Linked DNA regions of Sus scrofa: region 2 is linked to region 1. Evidence: chromatin contacts called from public HiChIP or PLAC-seq data. All regions are on one chromosome and are shown on one strand. Each heading gives the region's core, a stretch centred on a gene start, on an enhancer-like site or on the middle of the called end of the contact. The rest is flanking DNA. Distances are from core to core; before and after follow the strand shown. Region 1 holds the start of LOC100516527 (cytochrome c oxidase assembly factor 1 homolog). Region 2 holds the start of C18H7orf25 (UPF0415 protein C7orf25 homolog).

Region 1 (3,506 bases), core at 920-3,419:
ACTGCTGACAGGAACATAAAACAGTGCAGCTCCTTTAAAAACCAGTTTGGAAGTTCCTTAAAATGTTAAACACAGAGTTACCATGAGACCCAGCAATTCCCTTAGCTATATACCAAGAGAAATTAAATCATGATGATGACACAAAAACTTGTACACATAAATGTTCACAGCAGCGTTATTCATAACAGCCAGAACAACCCAAATGTCCATAACTGACCAATGGATAAATGGTGGTATATCCATACAATGAAATATTACCTAGCAATAAAAAAGGAATGAAGTGCTGATACATGCTATAACATGGATGAACATGATTGTTAAAAGTGAAAAAAGACAATCAAGAAAGACCACATAGTTTACAATTTCATTGTATGAAATGTTCAGAATAGGCAAATATATACACCCAGTAGATCAGTAGCCCCTTAGGGCTAAGAGTGGGGAGGAGTGGGAGTGAGTAAGGAGGAAATCATGAGACTGCTAATGGGCACAGGGCTTGTTCTGGGGGTGATAAAAACTTTTCAAAATTGATCGTGGTATTGCTTGTACAAATTTGTGAATGCACGAAAAACCAAAGTATATTGTAAAGTTCTAGGTATGTGACCTATATCTCAATCTGGTTTGTTTTTTTGTTTTTCCCCAAAAAGACTGTAGCTTGGGGAGTTCTCATTGTGGCACAGCAGAAATGAATCCGACTAGTATCCATGAGGATGCAGGTTGGATCCTTGGCCTCGATCAGTGGGTCGGGATCTGGCATTGCCAGGAGCTGTGGTACAAGTCACAGATGCAGCTCAGATATGGTGTTGCTGTGGCTATGGCGTAGTCTGGCAGCTGTAGCTTGGATTCAACCCCTAGTCTGGGAACTTTCATATGCCACACTTTCGGCCCTAAAAAGCAAAAAAAGAAAAAGCAAAAAAAAAAAAAAAAAGACTGGATTGGGGTGTGCTTTTGTTTTTTTTTCCCATTATATCCTCAGCTCCTAAAACAGTGCCTGGCAATATCAGGGTTCAATAAATTCTGACTGAATAGAAAAATAAATTTCCAAATGTGGGTAAATCATTATAAAACTGTCATATCCAAAGAGACGAAATGACTGCAGGTTGGCATGCGGCGGGGGTGGTATACAGGGTGTTTGTGTGTTTGGTGAAAGGAGATAAGACCGAAAAATTCATCAGAAGCAAGGCCCTGCAGGGTCTTGAAGCCAGCCTAAGGAATTTCTATTATCCTCAATCAATGGGGAGGCCAGTAAGACTTTAAGCAGAGGATGAACACAGATCTGTGTTTTAAATGTATAAAGTCTAAGTAAAGAGTTGCTATTTTTAATAAAAGGGAAGCGGAGCAGTACTCAGGTGAGAATGAGGAGGAATTAGGGGAAGACGGAAAAAAAAAAAAAAGGAAATTTCAAAATATAAGAATCTTTGTGAATTTTAAAATTCCTCTCTCTCACACACACATACATACACACACACCTGAAACTCACTTACACTGAAACTCACTTCTATGGTCAGCCCCCGTGTGGGGCTCAAACGTGACGGGGCCAAAAGGTATTATGACCACTGAGCCAAACAGCTCTTTTCTACAGCCATCTAGGCAGGGTCCTCCTCTGGCTGCTGCAAACTGGGGCCACGGACAAAGGGCCCAGGTCCACTTCTTTACAAATGTGCTCCCGGGAACGCTCAACGAAACCCCAGGGCAAGACCACGGTGAGACACACAGGAGGGGGCACCTTACAGCGTCGCGAGGAGCTGAGCCCACCAGGGCCCCGCAGGTGCCAACCTTGCAACGGAGGGAGGTCGAGGCCGGTGACAACCCGGAGGTGACCCCGGAGGGGACTCCCCTGGCCACAGCCCACCCGGGACGCGGTCGCGGCCCCCGGCGCTGCAGGAACACCCACTCCTGGGGCGGCCGAGACCCGACTCCCTCCGCGGGCAGTGCCAGCCTCCCGGCTTACCACGCCGCCGCGGAGAGCGGGAGGGCTCCTCCCGGACGTCCGGTGGGAGCCGCGGGGCGGGGGGAGCGCGGAGGCCGGCGGGCGGCCCCGCCCCGCGGAGAGCAGTCGAGACTTCCGGCGTCGCCTCCCCGTGGGCTAGAGCGTCGGGACGAGCCCGCCGCTGGCGGACCCCGGACCCGGGCGAGCGAGGTGCAGGTTGGTGCCTGGCGTCTCTGCAGGTGGACCCGCGCCGGGAGGGGACTTGTCTCCTCAGATCCCCGCTTTTTGTTTTCTGCGCGCCATGAGCCCTCAACACACATTCAGTCCCGCAGTGGCTGCCGAGGAAATTTAAACCTCTGGTTCACGTTGCTCCTCGCAGGGATCGGCGCTTGGGTTCACATCCAAGGATGCAGAACCACGGGCCATCTGAGCCCCATTCTAGCCCTCAAGTCCATCTTGCCCCATTTGGCGGAGAAATTTGGCAAAAAAATTTTTTTTAATTCACCAAATATTTATGAACTGCTTACTGTGCTCCAGGGAATGCAGTGCTAAGAAAAAAATGTAGTGGTCTTTGCTCTCGGATTTTAGTAGTACGATAATAATAATTTACTTAATAGATTTCTCATAAGGATGGATATATAGTTTTTGTTTTTTGCTTTTTAGGCCCACACACATGGACATCCCCAGGCTAGGGGTGGAACTGGAGCTGCAGCTGCCGGTCTACACCACAGCCACAGCAAGGCCGGATCCAAGCCTCCTCTGTGGCCGACACCACAGCTCAAGGCAATGCCAGATCCATAACCCACTAAGCCAGGCCAAGGATGGAACCCACATCCTCATGGATACTAGTCGGGTTCATTACCACTGAGCCCCAACGGGAACTCCTCTTATCACAATATAAACCACTCAGAATAGTCTGGCATTTTGTTAAAGTGTTCAATAAAGGCCAGTTACCTTATTTTCATCTTGACCATTCCATTGTCCTCACTGCTATGCATGATTACTTTTTTAACGTTAAGCGTGAAGTCCCAGTGTTACCCGCCTGAGTCCCTAGACTCTAATCAACAGAAATTGCTAAGAGGCCAAAAATTCCAAGCAAGACTATAAGGAAAATAAGAAACAGGTGCCCTTGCTCGCTGTTTGAGTCCTTAAATGAGTTAACAAGAGAGGCCCCGTCCATGAATTGAGCAGGAGGCATAGCTGAAATGGTCTGCCCACTTCTTTGGTGGTACTTTGTGCAGGGATCATGTGCAGTCCACTGCTTTTGGTCCTGGCACCCCTGAACCAGTAGTTGGGCTTTGGCCTCTTTATATCTTTTGGTTCATAATTGCCCCCAACTGCCACATGCATGCAATTATTTTTAGTCCCTTATAGTTTTCTTCCTGGTCTTGGAAGAGTTATTTGTTCAGGTGCAAGCACTCTGGTAAAGGGTCCCAGGTTCCAGTCTACCACCCAAGTACCTTTCCTCCACAAAGCAGTGAGTCTCAGGTGAGTCACCTAGATTTGATGTGTTCCATAACCAGACTAATTAAGGGCAGTCTAAAGCAATGGTCTTCAAACTCTTGATCACATTCCCATC
Region 2 (3,397 bases), core at 335-2,834, 700 kb before region 1:
GGAAGTCTTCAGCCTGCTCAATGATGCTCTTGTCCCCATACTGACCCCTGCCCAGCCAAATGTTATGCAGCGCTTCGGCCTTTCGGCCAATGGCTTTCACCCAAGTGTGACCGCCATTTGCAACCACATCTACCACGAGGGTCTGCTTTTCTCCCAAGGCGTCTGTGTAACCGAAGACATGAAGGACACTGACCACCTCTTCCAGGTTTTCTGCCGATTCCACGATGGCTCTCAGATGGGTTAGGTTAGTGCTCTGTAAGTGGGACTCTTTAATAGCTACCTTCCCAGCTTCTACTTTCTGTAAGAATTTTAACTCTGCCTTCAATTTGCTGCACAGCTTTGCACCACCTTCTATGCCACCTTTTCGTGATCTAGAAAGTGATTCTGCTCTCTTGATCAGCTCCTTGGCTATAGCGATTCGTTCACAGAGCATGGAATGTGCAGACATGCTGACAGCATTATTCCTTTCCTATGAGAAGAAAAGAAACAAATCAATGGCAATCAAGGCTTCACGCAGGATTCTGAGACTTCAATCTAACAGAGACGATGGAGGCCAGGGCGTCTGCATGTGTGATTCCAGAGCGACTCCCTCCCAAATTGCTAAGGAAAGATAACAGCTGTGCCCGTGAACTCCTCCTTACCTATGCTGGATCCACACGCTTTAGGCCCTCATTTCTTCAGCCTGAAGGTCACGGCGTCCTCAACATGCCCGGGTTAGGATAAAACGCAGGGGGTTGGCAACCTGCTGCGTTAGGGAATTCCCTCATCAGCAGGCCTTACCGTTTGGTTGTAGAGAAGGTCAAGATAAAAAGACTGAAATAAAATTATCCACACAGACTAGCTGGTTAACGAACTGTCCAGAACAAGAGTCTCTCCATTGGCCACGCTAAGCCTTTCATGAATGGGGCTCCTTCAACCAGCTGCCTCGGGATTTCCCAGGGGCACACGGTACGCACGCCAAGGAATCAAGAGTGCCCGGTCCCTGAATGTGACATCAACCCAGCGGATGTTTAAAGGTTTTAGGAGCCCACCAACTTGGCTCCTGGTCCCACTTGAAGGGAAAAAGCCTGGAAGATAAACTCCACGGGTGCAGCCCGTGGCGGCCCGGGCGGACGGGCCTGGGCCTTCGGGAGGGCATCCAGCCTTCCAGCTTCACCTGCACCGCTGGCCCCGCAGGTCCGGCTCGGGCTCCAACAGCCCCCGCGGCCGGCGCCAGGGCCCCGCGTCCACCGCCCTCCCCGCCAGGCCGGCCGGGCCCAGCCCCGCCTCGGCCGCGGAAGGGGCGCGCCCCTCCCATCCCCTCGCCCCTTCCCCAGCTCCTCACCGGCAGCGCCCAGGACCGCGAGCGCGAGCAGGCAGGCACGTGCGGGCGAGGCTCGGACCCGCCAGGAAACCTCGCCCAGCAGCCCCCACCCCACTCAGGCCTCCGCGGCTGCTCCGCCTGCGCAAGCCCCGCCACCTCGGGCGCCTAGCGCGTCACGTGGCCCCGCGCCGGGTGACGCCGGGCCCGCGATTCCCAGACGGCAGCGCGGCCTCCTGAGCAGGGCTGACGCCAGAGCGGCGGCCATGTTTGCTGAGGGCAGCGACGTCGCCCACGCCCGCCGCGGGGCGGGCCTGGGGACGTGGGGCCGCCTCGCCCCGGGAAAGAGGCGGGGGCGGAGCTCTGGGGCCACGCCTCTCCCCGGCTGCGGCGCCGGCTGCTCGGTCCCCCGGGTGCCAGCAGTCTCGCTGGTCAAGGTTAGCCTTCTCTCCGGCGGGGGGCGGTGGTTTTTGATGAAGCAAACGTCCTGGCGGCGCCTAACTCCCCCAATCAGGCCGAGTGCACCATTTTGCTGTCAAGTTCAAAGGCCTACAAGCGCTCGACAATGGTTGTTGTCTTAGAAAAAAAATGTGGCTTATTTTAACAGAAGAGAAAACAGGCTGGAGAGGCTTGTCAAAGGTTACACAGCTGGCAGGTGCTGGAGCTGGGATTTCTAACTCGGAGCCAAAGCACTTTACACCTGCACCATCCTGAGCTCTCCATAGAAAGTGTGCTATTAGGGATGTGCTGCGTTTCTTAAAAGGACAAATGACCGGTGGCTTCTGAAGGGCTGGAGAATTGCTATTAGCTTAGTAATGTCCAGAGGCTGATTTTAAAGATTAAAGAGCACTTTAAGTTAATCCTTTCCTAAACCCAACTGAAATGACAGTAAAGCAATGAAGAAGGAATAAACTCCAAAGACTAAAAAAAATTGTCAACACATTTCTGGAAGACAAAGAACAATGACAACACTTCCTCAGGGCTTACTATGTGGCAGATATTGTTCTAAGTGTTTGTTCACATATTAATTTAGCCTAAAAGATATATTTTAGCATTAAGTCTGCCAGAGAGAGGTTATTTGAACCCAGGAAGCCTCTTTGCGGATGGGGTAGGTAGTTAGCTGAGAGAAAACTGCCTCAAGTGGTTCACAAGGCAGAACCCAGAAAGGCTCTGGAACTACCGAGGAAGGCAAGGAGGGGAGCAGTGAGGCAGGACTGAACCTGGGCCGTGCTTACTGCTTACAAGTTTTTAAAGCAAGTCCTGTGAAGCTGGGACGGTTACCCATTGTTCCCCAGGCAGAAGCCTAGAGTTTGCGATGGGTTCCAGACACACCATGAAAAGAAAATTTCATACTGCATCGCAAAACGCTGTCCGCCCCTTCCCTGCGCCTTCCAGAATGCTGGCGCTCCTGTCCCACCGCCCTTACGACCCCCTTCCCCCAACCCTGATTTTCCTCTGGAGAAACAGAGCAAATGAAAGACCACAGAGAAATGGTTTAGAGGTGCCCACATCGAGCGTCTCTCCTCCACCGCTTTGTGAGTAGGTTTGGGACTCACAAACACAGCACTTCCAAACATTTTTTAGTTTGGAATCTGAAGAAAACAGAAAGCAGAAAAAAATGTTTGTTTGCTTTTTAAAAAAATATCCTTAACTAGCATTCTCAGAGAAAAGATACTTCCTTCAGTCATGAGTCAAGAGAAGGATTTTTTTTTAAGGGGAGGTAACGGAGCATGGAAGAGTTCAAATACGAGCTTTAGAAACAAAACCAAAGACAACGAAGAGGCAATTTCTCAAAGAAATGCTATAAAATTTAGGAAAACTGAAAGATGTTTCTACAATCAAGGACCTACTGAGTGTTCAACACAATGAATGTTAAGAAACCCACAAAAAGGTACCTCGTTGTGAGATCTCCGAACACTGCAGGTAAAAGATCTTAAGAGCCACAGAGGAGGCAAAGGTAAAAACAAAGGATGTGGCAACAGCATTATGCTTCTCGTCAACAACACTGGAATCTAGAAGGCCATGAAGAAATGCTTTCGAAATGCGGAGGTCTTTCTAACCTAAAAATTTTAAACCCAGCCAATCACGAGATAGAGG

What was found. HiChIP or PLAC-seq counts read pairs in DNA pulled down with a chosen protein or histone mark.
Region 2: a contact with region 1 is called in an H3K27ac HiChIP or PLAC-seq map of alveolar macrophages. The contact joins the promoter of C18H7orf25 here to the promoter of LOC100516527 in region 1. A contact is called at or near these places in 2 of 5 promoter capture datasets (fetal liver and liver), 1 of 47 Hi-C or Micro-C datasets (liver) and 1 of 2 datasets of contacts at active chromatin or transcription factors (alveolar macrophages).

The regions. Positions count from the first base shown.
Region 1 is chr18:51,219,422-51,222,927 of Sscrofa11.1, reverse strand. It overlaps LOC100516527 (cytochrome c oxidase assembly factor 1 homolog), which reads right to left and starts at 2,169. Exons shown (of 6, transcript XM_021079234.1): 1 at 1,949-2,169.
Region 2 is chr18:51,922,472-51,925,868 of Sscrofa11.1, reverse strand. C18H7orf25 (UPF0415 protein C7orf25 homolog) reads right to left here and starts at 1,584. Exons shown (of 2, transcript XM_005673353.3): 1 at 1,325-1,584; 2 at 1-469. The coding sequence starts at 448.